2 separate regions of the Rattus norvegicus genome follow, and region 2 is linked to region 1. A link is a contact called in public Hi-C data. All regions are on one chromosome and are shown on one strand. Each heading gives the region's core, a stretch centred on a gene start, on an enhancer-like site or on the middle of the called end of the contact. The rest is flanking DNA. Distances are from core to core; before and after follow the strand shown.

The links. Hi-C and Micro-C count contacts between places; a contact is called where the count stands out from the background.
Region 2: a Hi-C map of Schwann cells shows a contact between it and region 1, with 5 times the contacts expected there. The contact joins the promoter of Wdr59 here to the promoter of Mlkl in region 1. A contact is called at or near these places in 4 of 12 Hi-C or Micro-C datasets (the A7r5 cell line, the Rat2 cell line, Schwann cells and 1 more).

Annotation. Positions count from the first base shown.
Region 1 is chr19:56,209,264-56,217,139 of GRCr8, reverse strand. Mlkl (mixed lineage kinase domain like pseudokinase) reads left to right here and starts at 3,282. Exons shown (of 11, transcript NM_001401077.1): 1 at 3,282-3,656.
Region 2 is chr19:56,389,408-56,397,283 of GRCr8, reverse strand. It overlaps Wdr59 (WD repeat domain 59), which reads left to right and starts at 4,149. Exons shown (of 27, transcript XM_063278659.1): 1 at 4,149-4,391. The coding sequence starts at 4,338. LOC120098630 (a long non-coding RNA gene) reads right to left here and starts at 4,398. Exons shown (of 2, transcript XR_005497030.1): 1 at 4,268-4,398; 2 at 3,851-4,141.

The DNA.
Region 1 (7,876 bases), core at 2,033-4,532:
ACATGAACACACACATACACATGAACACACACATACACATGAACACACTCGAACACATACATACATATGAAGACATACACATGAACACACACATGAACACACACATACACACGAACACACATATGAACACACACACATGAACACACACACATACACCTGAACACATACACATGAACACACACACACACACACACACACACCCGATCTCATTCGACTCACTTAAAATGTTTCCAGAATTTTCTCAGTAGGAAAAGATTTCTAGATTTAATTCTGCTCACTTTGCACCATTTTCTAAGTCTTATTAGTTCTGCTTTACAATTAAATCTACAGGGGCTGGGGATTTAGCTCAGTGGTAGAGCGCTTGCCTAGGAAGCACAAGGCCCTGGGTTCGGTCCCCAGCTCTGAAAAAAAAGAACCAAAAAAAAAAAATCTACAATCCTTTGGGGTTAATTTTTATATAAGGTTTGCGTTTTACAGCAAGTTTGTCCTTAGTTGTTATTCCACTGCCATTTGGATACCAAATATTGCACAAAGAATTTGTAATACATAAACTCTCAAGATTCGCATAACAAACGAAAATAGAGAAGATACAGAGATTCACCAAAGAAGCAATTAGGTATGGCAAAGAAATCATGAAAGATATTTAGCATCATTGGGCACCAAGAAAATGCCAATTAAAATCACTTTGAGAAGGGGCTGGGGATTTAGCTCAGTGGTAGAGCGCTTACCTAGGAAGCGCAAGGCCCTGGGTTCGGTCCCCAGCTCCGAAAAAAAAGAACCAAAAAAAAAAAATCACTTTGAGACATCCACATGCCTATTAAAATAGCTTTCTTAAAAAACAGCAAGATAACAAGACTCTGGTGAGGACGCAGAGAAAAGGGGTTATCTTGCACATTGATGGTGGGATGCTAGTAAATCTGCTTCAAAAGCTTTCATACCGGATGCTTCCAGTTCTAGCAGGTCAGTGCACCCAGTTCAGCTACTGTTATGGTTGACACGACTACCCACTTCTTTCAACAATGGCCTTGGGCAGAGTGGAGGCTGCCTTTTGCCCTAGAACTTCCAAGTGCTGACCTCTCCCCATGGAATCTGGCTGACTACCCCATGAATCCAGTAAGTTTCCACGGAGATCACATCTTTCTTTGTTGTTAATTTGTGTGTGCAAATGGCAAGAGTGTGGTCAGAGAGCACTTTGTAGGACTTTTTTTTCTTTTTCTTTTTCTTTTTCTTTTTTTTTTTTTTTTTTTTTTTTTTTTTTTTTTTGGAGCTGGGGACCGAACCCAGGGCCTTGTGCTTCCTAGGCAAGTACTCTACCACTGAGCTAAATCCCCAACCCCGATTTGTAGGACTTTTGTCACCCCTTCTACTTTGTGAGTCCCAGGTGAACTCGGGTCCTCCTGCTTAGAGGCATGCACCTTTGCCTTCTGAGCCATCTCGCTGGGCCTGGGGTCACATCTTTATCAGCTTCCCCCTGCCCTCACCCCCTGCCTTTGCTACTCTTCACAATATATCATCACTGTGATGGTTTGTATATGCTTGGGCCAGGGAGTAGCACCATTAGGAGATGTGGCCTTGTTGGAGTAGGTGTGTCACAGTGGGCGTGGGCTATAACACCCTAGACCTAGCTGCCTAGAAGTCACTATCTGCCTTCAGATGAAAACGTAGAACTCTCAGCTCCTCCTGCACCATGCCCGCCTGGATGTGCCCATGTTCCTGCCTTGAACCTCTGAGCCTGTAAGCCAACCCCAATTAAATGTCATCCATATAAGAGTTGTCTTGGGGGGTTGGGGATTTAGCTCAGTGGTAGAGCGCTTGCCTAGGAAGCGCAAGGCCCTGGGTTCGGTCCCCAGCTCCGAAAAAAAAAAAAAAAAAGAACAAAAAAAAAAAAAAGAGTTGTCTTGGTCATGGTGTCTGTTCACAGCGGTAAAACCCCAACTAAGACAACCATGTACATAAATCTCTAGACCTAAGACGACCGATGGTGGCAAACAGTTACAAAGTGGGCCTAGAGGCCTGAATCTATTATCCCAGCCATGTGGGAGGCTAAGAAAGTGGGGGGGGGGGTCACAAAAGTTCAAGACCTGCTCGGGTAACTTAAAGAGACCTTGTCACAAAACCAAGAGGGGGCTGGTATACAGCCTAGTGATAGGGAGCGTGCCTAACAAACACAGAACCCTGGATTCAATCCACAGCACCACAGGAAAGGAGTGTAGTGGTGCACTTCTGTTATCCCAGGATCCAGGAGGGGAGGCTGGAGGGCTGATGGTTCAAGAACATCCTTGGCTACACAGTGAGTGAATGTCTGTGGGGAGACAACAAATGAGAAAGGGCAAGGAAATGAGAAAACAGGTAAACTAAACCCCCCAGGCAGCCCCCAACTGTGTCGCCCCAAAGTAAAATGTCTCCCCATCCTTTCCAGCTATATAGCTCAAGAAAATCAACAGCATTTCTTTCCTTCTTTTTCTTATTTTATTTTATTTTTTATTTTTGAGATAGAGTTTCTCTGTGTAGCCCTGACTGTCCTGGCTTTGTAGACCAGGCTGGCCTCAAACTCACAGAGATCCCGAGTGCTGGGATTGTGCACCACCTCCTGGCTCGTGAACGGTATTTTTTTATACTGGCAAACTGGGCATATAACGGACTTTAATAATAAACTCACCTTGAAAAATAACAAAGTTTGGAGATGACTTAGAGGGAAAAAAAAGGAATTGAGCCCTACTTGGGTAACCTCACATTCCCTTGAACTTCCTCCACTAGGTTCTATCTCCTGCCCCAGGATTTTTCGACACAAAGAGGCCAAAGGAAGTGCCTTGGCACTTCTAGGAGTCACCCCCATTTTAATGCATTTACCGGTGTGGTGTGTGCGTGCGTTTGCATGCCAGGGCCTGTGCACATGTCGAGGTCAGAAGACAACTTGGAGAACTCAGTTCTCTACTTCCACCTCAGGAGAAGAAGGTGACTCAAGTCGGCAGGCTCACTGAGCTGTCTCAGCCTCGCTTTTTTATTTTTTTTATTTTGCTGAACTTCCAGGTTATCCCATACAGTGGTTATCAGGGCTTCCTGTAACCTTATTTGCTCAATCCCCAAATCCAAGACCCCAAGCAGAGGACCTGGGAGGACTCAGAGTAGCTATTTAATGGATTTGGAGAAGGACCAGAGACAACTGGAGACTTCAACTGGGAGCTGTCCAGAAAGCGGGTGTGAGAAGCTGGCACTCCTCCAGCAGGAGTAGAAACCCCCCCCCCGAGGGGGGGGAGGCGTGTCAAACTGGCAGCCACTTCCGGAAGAAGAAACAGCTGTTGGTTTTGAGGGCTCGGCTGGGGCATTGCTGTGTTAACCCAAATTTGACTTTACACGAGAACTGTGGCCGGTGTAGAATTCCTCCGGGATGCGGGAGCATTAAGGCTGCACCAAGGGAAGGGGCTCAGGAGACCGGGGACCTGTCCTGGTCTGGGGTGCATTGTCAGCGAGGAAGAAGATCACAGTGGCCAGTGGGAGACTGATCCTACTGGAACACTGGAACGGAGCGCAGGATAGACCAAGACCAGCGCCCCTCGGAAAAACCGGGCTGAGTCCTCAGACTCCAGGGAGCCATAGCGCAGCAGGAGGAAGCAGGAGAATCACGGAATCACAGATAGGACTTCCTGGAACTCGGGGTGAGTTGGTTTCGATTCCCTAACTCTATTGGGCTGTGCGGCTGCTGAGATCCCTGCTGACCTTTTGCCCAAGTAAGATGGTGATCGAGGACTGGGATTCGAGGAGAGGCAAAGAGTGGGACCCGTCCAGAGGTGCCCAAGTCTTAGAGTAGATGGGAAGTCAGTAAGACAATCAGTTTCCAGCACAGATGATTATGGGGATGGGAGGTGGGAGAGGGTGTGTTCGGGTAGGGGGGGGCAGGGATTCAGGACAGGGTTTCTCTGTGTGGCTCTGTCTACACTGGAATTTGGATCTTGTTCCGTAGACAAGACCCAACGTGAACTCAGAGATCCGCCTGCCTCTTGACTGCCAAGTGCTGGGACTAACACTAAGGGTGTGCCCCACCATCATCCAGCATGATTCCAGTTCTTAATATGAATTCCCTTTTCCTTTTCTAGGGCCCATTTCATGAGTAGTCTAATGTAATTTTTTTAAAGGGCCTCTGACTTTTTTTTTTAGACTATTCATTTGTTTATGGAAATAGGCTCTCACTGTGTAGCTCTGACTGGCCTGGAACTCACTGTATGGTCCAAGCTGGACTTGAATTCGCAGAGATGCTTGTCTCTGCTTTCCAAGTGCTGGGTTTAAAGTTGTGCCACTACGCCCAGATATTTCTGACATTTTTTTATAATTGGAGGGGAACGGGGCAAGAGTAAATTAATATATTTAGTACTACTTCCAGATTTTTCTCCTTTGCTCTCAGACATCCAAGCCTTGACGGCTTGGGCTCAACATCTGGGAATCGCTGGGGCCCGAGATCCATTGATTTTGTTTAAGAGCACCATGACAGGCTAGAAAGACGGCTCAGCCTTTAAAGAGTATCCTGATACTAATGCCTTGCCTGGGAATCCCATGGACAAAGAAAACTAATCACTCACATGCTTGGTTTCACTTTTTTTTTTTTTTTTTTAAGATTTGTTTAATTTGTTTTATGTATATGAGTACACTGTTGCTATCCTCGGACTCACCAGAAGAGGACATCAAATCCCATTACAGATGGTTGCGAGCCACCATGTGGTTGCTGGAGATTGAACTCAAGACTTCTTTTTAGAACAGTCAGTGCTCTTAAACGCTGAGCCATCTCTCCAGCCCTTGGTTTCACTTTTTGACTCATGTTTTAAAGGCAGACTGGGATTCCAAGGAGTTGTTTTCTCTATGTTGTAATCTGATCTGTAAATGGATTTATTCCTTTCTTTGGGGCGCGTGTGCATGTGTGTGTGTGTGTGTGTGTGTGTGCGCGCGCGCACGCGCACGCGTCCTTATGGAGAGCAGAATAAGGCTCAGAGCCCCTGGAGTCTTACGTTACAGGCAGTTGTGAGCTGACCAGCATAGGTCCTGTCTATGACAGAGCAGTCAGTGCTCTTAATTACTGAGATAGCTCATCTACTGAGGGAGCTCTTTCTCTGTTGTTTTAATTTTTTCCAAGATAATTCTTACCCTATCTTTCACTGGGCCATTGAGAAGCTTGTTAAGGCTTTGAGCATTCTGAGGGTTGGGGATATGGCTCAACAGTTAAGAAAACTGGTTACTCTCCCAGAGGACACAGCTTTGATTCCCAGCATGTACATGGCCATTGTATTCCCAGAAGATCTGACCTCCTGTCTCTATGTGCATGTGGTACAGAGATATACATGTAGGCAAAACACTTGTACACATAAAATAAAAATAAGCAAATCTAGCCAGGCAGTGGTGATGTGTAGCAGGGAATTAGTTAAACTGCTTTGACTCTTGGTGGGACGCACACACGCCCCATCTGAGAGCTCTCTGGATTAGAGAATGAAACATGCATGAATGCACGTGCACGCGTGTGCACACACACACACACACACACACACACGCACGCACACACACACATGCACATATGCACACCAGCTAATTTCAATATGCCTTGACTAACTCAATGGCTAGGCATTTCTTTTTTTTTTTTTTTTTTTGGTTCTTTTTTTCGGAGCTGGGAACTGAACCCAGGGCCTTGCGCTTCCTAGGTAAGCGCTCTACCATTGAGCTAAATCCCCAGCCCCATGGCTAGGCATTTCTAAACCTCCCCGAGGCTAGCACACACTTCCCTCTGGTATTCCTGGTTTAACACCTTCTAAATCTATAATTTATCTTTGCTGCCCTGTAACCTTCTGGTCAGTGCCTCCCTCCACCCCTCTCAGTAGGGCTGCATATCCTTTACACCCACATTGTGGGATGCTTTCTCTCCTGCAGCTCTTAAACCGGATCCTTCTCCCTCCTCCGAGTCATGGCAAGTCTCTTCTTCCCCTCAGTCGCTTGCCCGCACAATCTAAAAGTTCCGCCCTGTCTCCTTGCCCAGCCATTGGCCGTATGTCAATTCTTTATTATTAGTCGAAGCCAGCTGGGGCAGGGCTCTTATGTCTGGAATCTTGGCTTTTGGGAGCCGAAATAAGACAAAGCTTTAGAACCAATTCCCAACAGTGGTGCATACCTTTAATCCCAGCACTCAGGAGGCAGAGGCAGGCAGATCTCTTGAGTTTTAGGTCAGCATGGTCTACAGAGTGAGTTCCAGGATGTTCAAGACTACACAGAGAACCCTGTCTCAAAAATAGATAGATAGATAGATAGATAGATAGATAGATAGATAGATAGATCTTTAAAACAACGATTAGGGGCTGGGGATTTAGCTCAGTGGTAGAGCGCTTACCTAGGAAGCGCAAGGCCCTGGGTTCGGTCCCCAGCTCTGAAAAAAAAAAAAAAAAAGAACCTAAAACAACGATTAAAGTGCCTTTGAAGCCAGGATTGTGGTATGTGGCTTTAATTACAGCATTTTTTGAGGCAAAGTTGTGAGGCTCTCTGCAAGTTGGGGGCCACCCTGAGCTACCTATTGAGCTCCAGGACAGCCAAGGATACAATAAGGAGACCCTATCCCCAAAAAAACAAAAGAGTGCTTCCGGGTCTGTTTCTACGGCTTTGAACTCGTTCGGACAACACCTTCATCTATCATGTGAAGAGGAGGAACTGTGATCCTACAGCACTCAATGTGTTGCAAGTGACGAGTTGCTATGGCCAGAGCGTCCAGGGACTAAGCCACTCCCTAAAGGCTATCCATGGACTGACCCTGGACTCTGACCCCATAGGTAGCAATGAATATCCTAGTAAGAGCACCAGTGGAAGGGGAAGCCCTGGGTCCTGCTAAAACTGAACCCCCAGTGAACGTGATTGTTGGGGGGAGGGCAGCAATGGGGGGAGGGTGGGGAGGGGAACACCCATAAGGAAGGGGAGGGGGAGGGATTAGGGGGATGTTTGCCTGGAAACCGGGAAAGGGAATAACACTCGAAATGTAAATAAGAAACACTCAAGTTAATAAAAAAAAAAAAGAAAGAAAAAAAAAAGAAAGGAATGGTAATGTGCATTGAACCCAGGGCTTTGTACCTGTCAGACAAGGGACATACTACTCAGCTGTATCTTACTCCCAGAGTAGAATTTCTGTGTAGAGTCTTATAGCATTGCCTCCAGATGCATTTGGCTTACCATTAATGATCAAAGTAATTTTCATTCTTGCTTATACTCTTAATTGTACTTTACATATACATATTCATATTTGAAAGGTTGAAAACATAAAGAAGAATTAAAGGAAAAGGAATACCATGAAAAAAAAAGAGTTGCTATGGCAACTGTCATTCATTATGGACTCTAGTTGCTTTTGGTGCTGAGGGGGGCCTGAGAGATGGCTCAGGAGCTAAGAGCACCACCTGCTCTTTCGGAGGACCTGGGATTCAATTAATTCCCAGCACCTGTATGGCAGCTCGCAACCATCCCGTGCTAAAGATCCAAGGGTGCCTTCTTCAGGTCACCAGAGGTACTTCATGCACATGGTACACATTCGTACAGGCAAAATACTCTAAGGAATAAAGATTAGAAAAAAGTAGACGAGGGAAGGTTGCAACCTATGGGTAGGGGTGACATAGATTTCAGGATCAGTTGTCATCAACTTAGAATCTTTTTTTTTCTGTCATCCTTATGTAAGCTTTGCACACTGTAGGATGAGGGCTCTGTGGTATCTCTGTGGTAGGAGGAGAGAGGGAGATAGATGGAAAGGAAGCAGTGGCTTCCTGAGCTCTCTCAGAGGAGCCAGGCACTTACTCAGCAGACATTCTTGCCAATTGTTTGCTGTTCTTCTTAACATTTACTAATTTTATTTTCAATGTATGAATTTTTG
Region 2 (7,876 bases), core at 2,900-5,399, 180 kb before region 1:
GTTAAAGAAGGGCCCGAGGAAGCAATTGGGAAGGCACGGATGCTTTGTCTCCTTACATTCTTTTTACATGAAAGGAAGAAAGTGCTGAGAGAACAGAGAGTGAGGACCCGAAACCCAAAGTACCTTCTGTGCTTGCGGCGCACGACAGGAAGATTTGGAGGCGTGGAAACCAGGTTTTCCTGTTGTTATCCTGACACTTGAGAGGTGGAGGCAGGAGGATCAGATCAAGATCATCTGAGCTACAGTGAGTGCCAGGCCAGTCTGGCCTACATGAGACCCCCCATCTTTTAAAAAGAAAAGCTTGGGAGAACTGGAGCAAGAGAGCTGAGAGTCAGGGAAGCATTGCCACAAAGCTCCGATAAGGGTGACCCAGCACATTACCAAGTTACCTAAGGACAGACAGAGCTTCTCTGGACAGACAGAGCTTTGAGATATCCTTCCCTCTAGCTATTGCCTAAACCAACCTAAATACACCAGCAGGACCTTCCTAACTAGCTCTTTTCTACCTTTTCCTGCTGTAATTTCCGGTCACGCTCTCAAGTACCAGCCAAACCTGACCTATGGAACCACTTGTTCAGCAGAGTTATACGGTGTTTACTGCTTCCAGTGAATAGGCCAGTAAGAATACAACAGGCTAGGAAAACTAACACATTCGTTGATTCTGATCTGATTTCCTGAACAGGCATAGAAGATTGTATTTTCCCTGGAGCGACGTGCCTGCAATCTCACTTCATAGGAGTGGATCCTCGTTTTTGTGGCTGGACTGGTCTTTATCTTCAGAGCAGTCTTGGTCCTTTGTGATAGAGAATTGGAGATCGGAGGGAACTGGGTGTTTAGGGAAAATAGTTTCCTGTTCGGGGGGAGGTCTCACTATGATACAGAGGTTGGTCTAACTCCTGATATCCAGTGATCTTAAAAATAATCATTTTATTTATTTGTTTGCTTTTGGGACAGGGTTTCACCATGTAGCTCTGGCTGGTGGGAAACTCGCAAGGTAGACCAAGCTGTCCTTGAATTCACACAGATCCAGCTGTCTGCCTCTCAAATGCTAGGATTTAAAGTCATAAGCCATAGGATTGAATTGTTTTTTCTTTTCTTTTCTTTTTTTTTTTAAGATTTAAACAATTTTTATGTGTATGTGTGTGTGTGCTGCAGGTCCTTACAAGGGCCAGAAGAGGGCATCAGATTCCCTTATAGCTGCTGCGAGAAGCCCCAAGCGGGGCTTCAGATCTCTGGAAGAGCAGCCAATGGTTTAATGGATGACCTATCTCTTCAGCCCCCTCAGGATCCTGTTGTGATAACGCACCCTGAGTTCTGGGATTGATTAGAACTTGACATTACAATTAGCTCTAGAAAGTTTTTCTTTAACATTTGTGTGGACTTGTATGAGTATCTGAGCATGTGTGTTTGTGTTCATTCATGTGCAATTGCTCCTGTGCACGGGGAGAGCAGAATAAGGCAGCAGGTTTCCTCATCCTGTTGTTTTGAGGCATGGCCTCTCTCTCCTCTTTTTTTATTTCCCTCTCCCTCTCCTTCTATTTCCTCTTCCCCTTCCCCTCCCTCTCCCTCTCCCCCTCCCTCTTCTGAACCTTGAGCTCATGTTTTCTCAGTTAAAATGAACACCAGCAAAACAGTGATCCTCTTGTCCCGTCTCCACCAAACTAGATCTGGAGTTACAGGTCCACACTGGAGCCTAGATTTATTACACAAGTCCTGAGATTCTGCTCTTTGTGATTTTTCTTTCTTTCTTTCTTTCTTTCTTTCTTTCTTTCTTTCTTTCTTTTTTTTTAAGATTTATTTATTCATTTATTATATATAAGTACACTGTCGCTGTCTTCAGATACACCAGAAGAGGGCATCAGATCTCATTACAGATGGTTGTGAGCCACCATGTGGTTGCTGGGAATTGAACTCAGGACCTCTGGAAGAGCAGTCGGGTGCTCTTAACTGCTGAGCCATCTCTCCAGCCCCCTCTTTGTGATTTCAAAGCAAATGTTCTTATTCAGTAAGCCATCTCCCTCTAGGACTGTAATAGTTTTGCTCGTTTGTTTTGTTTTTCAAGGCATGGCTTCTTGGTATAGCCCAGGCTGTCCTAGAACTTCACTTTGTAGCCCAGGCTGGCCTCAAACTCAGAGATCTGCCTACCTCTGTCTCCCTAGGATTAAAGGCTGCACTACTACTACTTGGCTGTTACTGTTCTTTTTAAAGAGTTTCAATTTGTGAGAAAAAACCGATAGGAGGATAGGAGAGAAAGCATTCAGGAAAATGACTGATGATTCTATGTTCCTAGATGTACAGGATTACCCAGGGATGGAGAGATGGCTCATCAAATACTGCTCTTGCAGAGGACCTGAGTTCAATTCCCAGCATTCATACCAAGCAGATCACCAGTACCTGTAACTCCAGTCCTTGGGTATCTGATGTCCTCTTTTGGCCTTCTTGGGTAACTGCACTCATTTGCACATCCTCATCCCCACCCCCACCCCCACCCATACCCTCCTTCCTACACACACGCGCGCACACACACACACACACACACACACACACACACACACTTAAAAATTAAATAGCCAAAACAAATCTTTTAAAACAGAGTCACATAAAAGTACTTGAATCGTCTGGAGGTTACTACTTTCGGTTGCACAGAGTACCCCTCTGACTTACAAAGGTCTGCGGGACCATCTGCTGCTCTCATTCACCCAGGGCAAACATGCATGGAGCAGCCTGTATATGCAGTAACAAGCAGATTTCAACAAAACAGTCCAGGGACCCGTCTGAAGCTTGGAAATAATAAATAATTATTGAATTAATGAATCCAGAAAGAATCCAACTGGGACACACTCACTCTTTACATTGAGAGTCTGCTCCCCGTGATTTCAAAGCAAATGTTCTTATCCAGTAAGCCATCTCCCTCTAAGCCTGCAATAGTTTTTGTTTGTTTTGTTTCATTTTCAAGACATGGTTTCTCTGTGTAGCCCAGGCTGTCCTGTTCCATTTTTTGGTACCGAGGTGTTTTCTGGGATGCAAGATTTTTTTTTTTTTTTTTTTTTTTTTGCTGGTTATAGTGGTAAAACCTGGACTGTTCCAGGCAGGTGACAGTGAGATGACAGTCACCCTATCCTACAGACAAGTTTGTCTGACCTTTCTAACAAGCATCTCAGGGGCAAAGGAGCCAATACCTTCTCTCCGCTCATGCAACGATTTGCAGAGAGGAATACCAATAATAGTTTATACTTGAGCCTTTACAACGTGCCGGGCCTTACAACAGCTAAATAAGACAGTACATTTCTACTTCAGGAGAGAATGTGATGCTAAACCAGGTAACCCGGGATTTCAAAAGATAGGATTGAAGCGAAGCCAACTGTTACCTACTATGCTGAACCTTCCTGATATTTTTTATTTCATCCTCAAAAATTATCTAAGACTCCAAAAACTGTTTGTGTGGATAAAGGTATTGACAGTATTAGAAATTAAAGCCATGAATAAAAAAAAATATGGTTAAATGGTAAGTATCATTAACATCTTCAGTGAAAAAAATAAGTTTCCAAAACCAAACGATGTTATCAAAAAGAGTGGCAAGTCGTTTAATATTCAGTCTAAACAACCTCTCTGAGTACATTCCCTATGTACCACACAGCCTCGGGAGAACTGTACAGCACACTGGTGAGAGAAAATGAAAGTAACGTGTTAATATGATTATGAAATTGTTTTACCTTTAGGGACTTGCCCCCCCCCCCCCCCGTCCCCTCTCCCCAAGTGTTGCGGAGAACCTCGGAGCTTCGATATGTAAGAGGCATGGCTGTACAACATGAAACAATGAATTGTGAACTCAAATTTTTCAAAGCCTTGATGAGAGGTATCAGAAGAAGTTATTTTACTTTGGTACGGATGTCGGTCCTGTTTATACGCTGTATGTAGTAGAATACGGGGGATACCATCCAACTACCAGCAAGACAGGACCGCCGGCGGCGTCTGCTCTCTAAACTCAGGCTCTTACTGGGTAACTGACGCTGACCTGACATTTGACTACAATTCCCGGCAGAGCTCACGGCAGGGGGCGTGTCAGCAGTGGGGTGCCCGGGTGACTCGTACTGATGACGAAATGAAGGGGCGTTCCTGTTTTTGGAGGCAGGTCTGGTCCCTGGTTGGGGGAGAAAACAGAAGAGGCGGGATCTATCATCGGAGTAGCCAATGCGTTGCGGTCAAGTGAAAGGCAGGGAACGAGGCGTGGCCGGATTTATTAGCTGGCTGTGTGGGGCTTACTAACCTAGGGAGTCTCGGGTCTTGGGGTCGGGGTGGAGGGTCGCCGACTGGCACCCCACGGTCGGGCTTGTGAGATGGCAGCGCGCTGGAGCAGCGAGAACGTGGTGGTGGAGTTTCGGGACTCTCAGGTGAGCTGTGCGTAAATGGAGCCGTCTGAGCATGCGCTTTCCGTGGTTTACACCCCCAAGACCCCCCACCCCGCCTTTTCATCCATCCCTTTGCTCAAGGTGGGGAGATGGACATGGTGCTCACCCGGAGCTGTCAGAGCCAGGATAGCCTAGGGAAGCTTTGATTACTAATCAGGACAGTTAGGGCAGGCATGTATGGCCTTTAGGGTTTCACAAGTGCTCATGGTCTTGGAACACCGAAATACCGATAGTAAATGCTGAAGGGATTCTTCCCTTGTACAAGGTAATGAGCTGGGGGAGGTGTCCACTCCCTGAGGTAGTCGACTGCTCTTGGTGACTTCAGGAAAGTTGCAGAACTTCTCTGAACCTCAGTTACTTGAACCAATCTCGCCTACCATTTGTGGGTTGAATTTGCGAAATACTGTTTTGCAGAGCATCTGTTCCAACCTACTAAGTGATTGCTAAAGGAGACAAAATACATGTATTGCTTGGATTGGACACCCCTGTGGCCCATCCCTGACGTCACGCTTTACACATCAGTTTTCTTACCTGTAGAAGGGAGATTATTATACTTACAGGTCTGGCGTGAGGTCACATGATTAAGACGTGTGTCGCACGGCAAGCTTCAAAAATTGTTAACATTGGGGGCCCACAAGGTGACTGGCAAGGTCACTGCTGCCTAGGCTGCCAACCTGAGTTCAATCTCCAGAACCCGCAAGCCAGGAAGAATAGCTCCCATACATCATCCTCTTTCCTCCGTCCACAGGCTGTGGCACATGTACGCACAGTAAATAAATGAACAATAAAAAAATGAAAATGATATCTTTTTTAAAATGTTAGCATTGAGCTCTTGAAGCGTTTCAGTTATTGGCCGATTGGCCTGTCAGCTTTAGTCCCACCCCAGGACCCATGTGGCAGAAGGACAGAGCCAGCTTCCACAAGTTGTTCTTTGACCTCCACACATACTGTATGGAGGTCACACACTCACACACACACACACACACACACACACACACACACACTAAATAAAAAAACTAAAAATTAAAAGAAGTTTGTATTGACTGAATAGTTTAATTATTTTTTCCTTTCTTTAAGTTAAAATAAAACATTATAGTGAGTGATGTGTGTGGGTGCGTAGGGATCAGAGGACAACACTGGGGAGTCTATACTCTTCTACTGTGGGACCTAAGCTTAGGTCAACAGCCATTATCTTGCAACTTTACACTGTGGGTCGTCTTGAAGGTATCCATTTAAAATTTTAGGTGTATGGTTGTTTTGGCTGTTTATATGGAAATCATTTGCATGTCTAGTGACTGCTGAGGCCAGAATCTCCTGGATCTAGAGATACAAACAGTGGTTAGCCTCCATGTGGATGCTGGAAATCTAGCCTGTGTGCTCTGGAAGAGGGCCGTCTCTCCAGCCAGTAATCCCTTCGCACCCCACACTTTCTTTTTTGAGACAGGGTCTCATATGTAGCTCTGGCTCTCTTGGAAGTCATTATGCAGACCAGGCAGGCCTCAGACTCAGAGAGATCCTCCTGCCTCTGTCTTCCGAGACTAGGGGTTAGAGGCATGCACTAGGACTCTTTTTTTTTTTTTTTTCTTTTTTTCCGGAGCTGGGGACTGAACCCAGGGCCTTGTGCTTGCTAGGCAAGCGCTCTACCCCTTGGACTAAATCCCCAACCCCACTAGGACTCTTTTGAGACAGGATTCCATGTACCCAAGGTTAACTTTGAGCCTGGCGTGTAGCTAAGGAGACCTTGAACTTTTGGTCCTCTTGCCTGTTCCTCCTGAGCACTGAGGTCATAGGTGTGCACCACCACACACAGTTTTGAGCAGTGCCTTAGGCTCCATGCATGCTACACTGACTGAGCTGAGCTATATTTTTATCATTTTTCTGTATTGAGTCTTCCATGTGCCAGGCTTCATGCTAGGCAGTGTATCTGTGTTTTCTTTTTCTACTTGATGAAAGAGCCCTGCAGGCTAAGTAGCTATTATTCTTTTCTACCAAAAGAGGAGGCTGATCCCTCATTGGCTGATCTTGAGAGACTTGTCTAGGGCCTACTGTATGTGGCTGGTGGCCACGGGGATTTGTACAGTCTCTGGCCCCAGAGCCCATAATGCTACTTCATCTCTTAATAGCTTATAATGTGTCACACATAGGTTCATAATAAATATCATGTCTTCCTTTCCTGATACCTAGGACATTTCTTCTCAAGTTTTTTCATTTCCTCAACAAATATTTATTGAGTACTTTCTTATATGTTTGGTTGTAATCTAGCCTTTAATGGCTGCGCCATCCCTCCATCCTTAAATACTTTCTCTGGGTCAGACTTTTATTCACCTATTTATTTATTTATTCAATAAGGATTTATTTATTTCAGTTTTTGTGTTTTTATGTGTGTGGTGGCAAGTACATGTGTATGTATGTTTTGCATGTGTATACACATGTGTCTCAGGGTTTCTGTTGCCATGAAGAGACCATGACCATGACAACTCTTACAAAGAAAAATATTTAGTTGAGAAATTCTAATTGACTTGCTGTTCAGAGGTTTAGTCCATTACCATCATGGTGGGAAATGAAGGCAGACGTGGTGCTAGAGAAGGAATGAAGAGTTCTACATTCAGATCAGCTAGCAACAGGAAAAAAATGTGGACCACTAGGCAGGTGGTGAGCCTCTGAGACTTCAAAGCCTGTCCCCACATCTCCTAGTAGTGCCACTCCCTTTATGGGCCAAGCATTGAAACATGAGGGTCTATGGGACTATTCCTATTCAAACCACACAACGTGTGTGGGTGCATGTGCAGGTAGAGGCCCAAGGCTGATGTCAGGAATCGGCCCGGTTGCTTTTCCACCTTGTTCACCTCAGCGAAGCCCAGAGCTTGCCAGTGTGATTAGTCTTGGTGGCCAGCTTGCTCTGAGGGATCCAGTTTCTTAGCTTTTCAAGGCTAGATGTACAGGCAGGCTACTCTGCCCACCCCGTATTTATGTGGGTTTCTGAAGAGTTGAACTTTGGTTCTCATGATTACAAGGTCGTGTTTTAACTGTTGAGCCATTCCCCCAGCCCCAGCCCCTTTTAAAAATAAGGATTTGCTGTGGTCTGCTAGTGCACACTATACCAGGCACAGTGTCAATATCCAGTTAGTCTACACTTGGGGAAAGCTAGATTAGAGTAAGTGGGTAGCAGGCATCTTCTAAACCTCCATCATGTCTTCTGCCATGAGGGCCAGTCTGCTCTGTGGCACCCTCTGATAAGTAGTCCCCATGGAGGATTTGACCAGAACTCTTTGGATTAAGGGATCTTGAGACACTTGGTGCTGTCAGCACTGTCAGTGTGAGGTCTGCTTTCCCCAGACTCCTAGGGGAGAAGACAGATTGCGGTTGCCCTTCTTGTTAATTGCTTTCACTAGGGATCAGGACGTAGCAGAACCAGTATCACGTGTCCAAGCCTGCTAATTTGGAAGATGCTAATCTATAAATCTTTT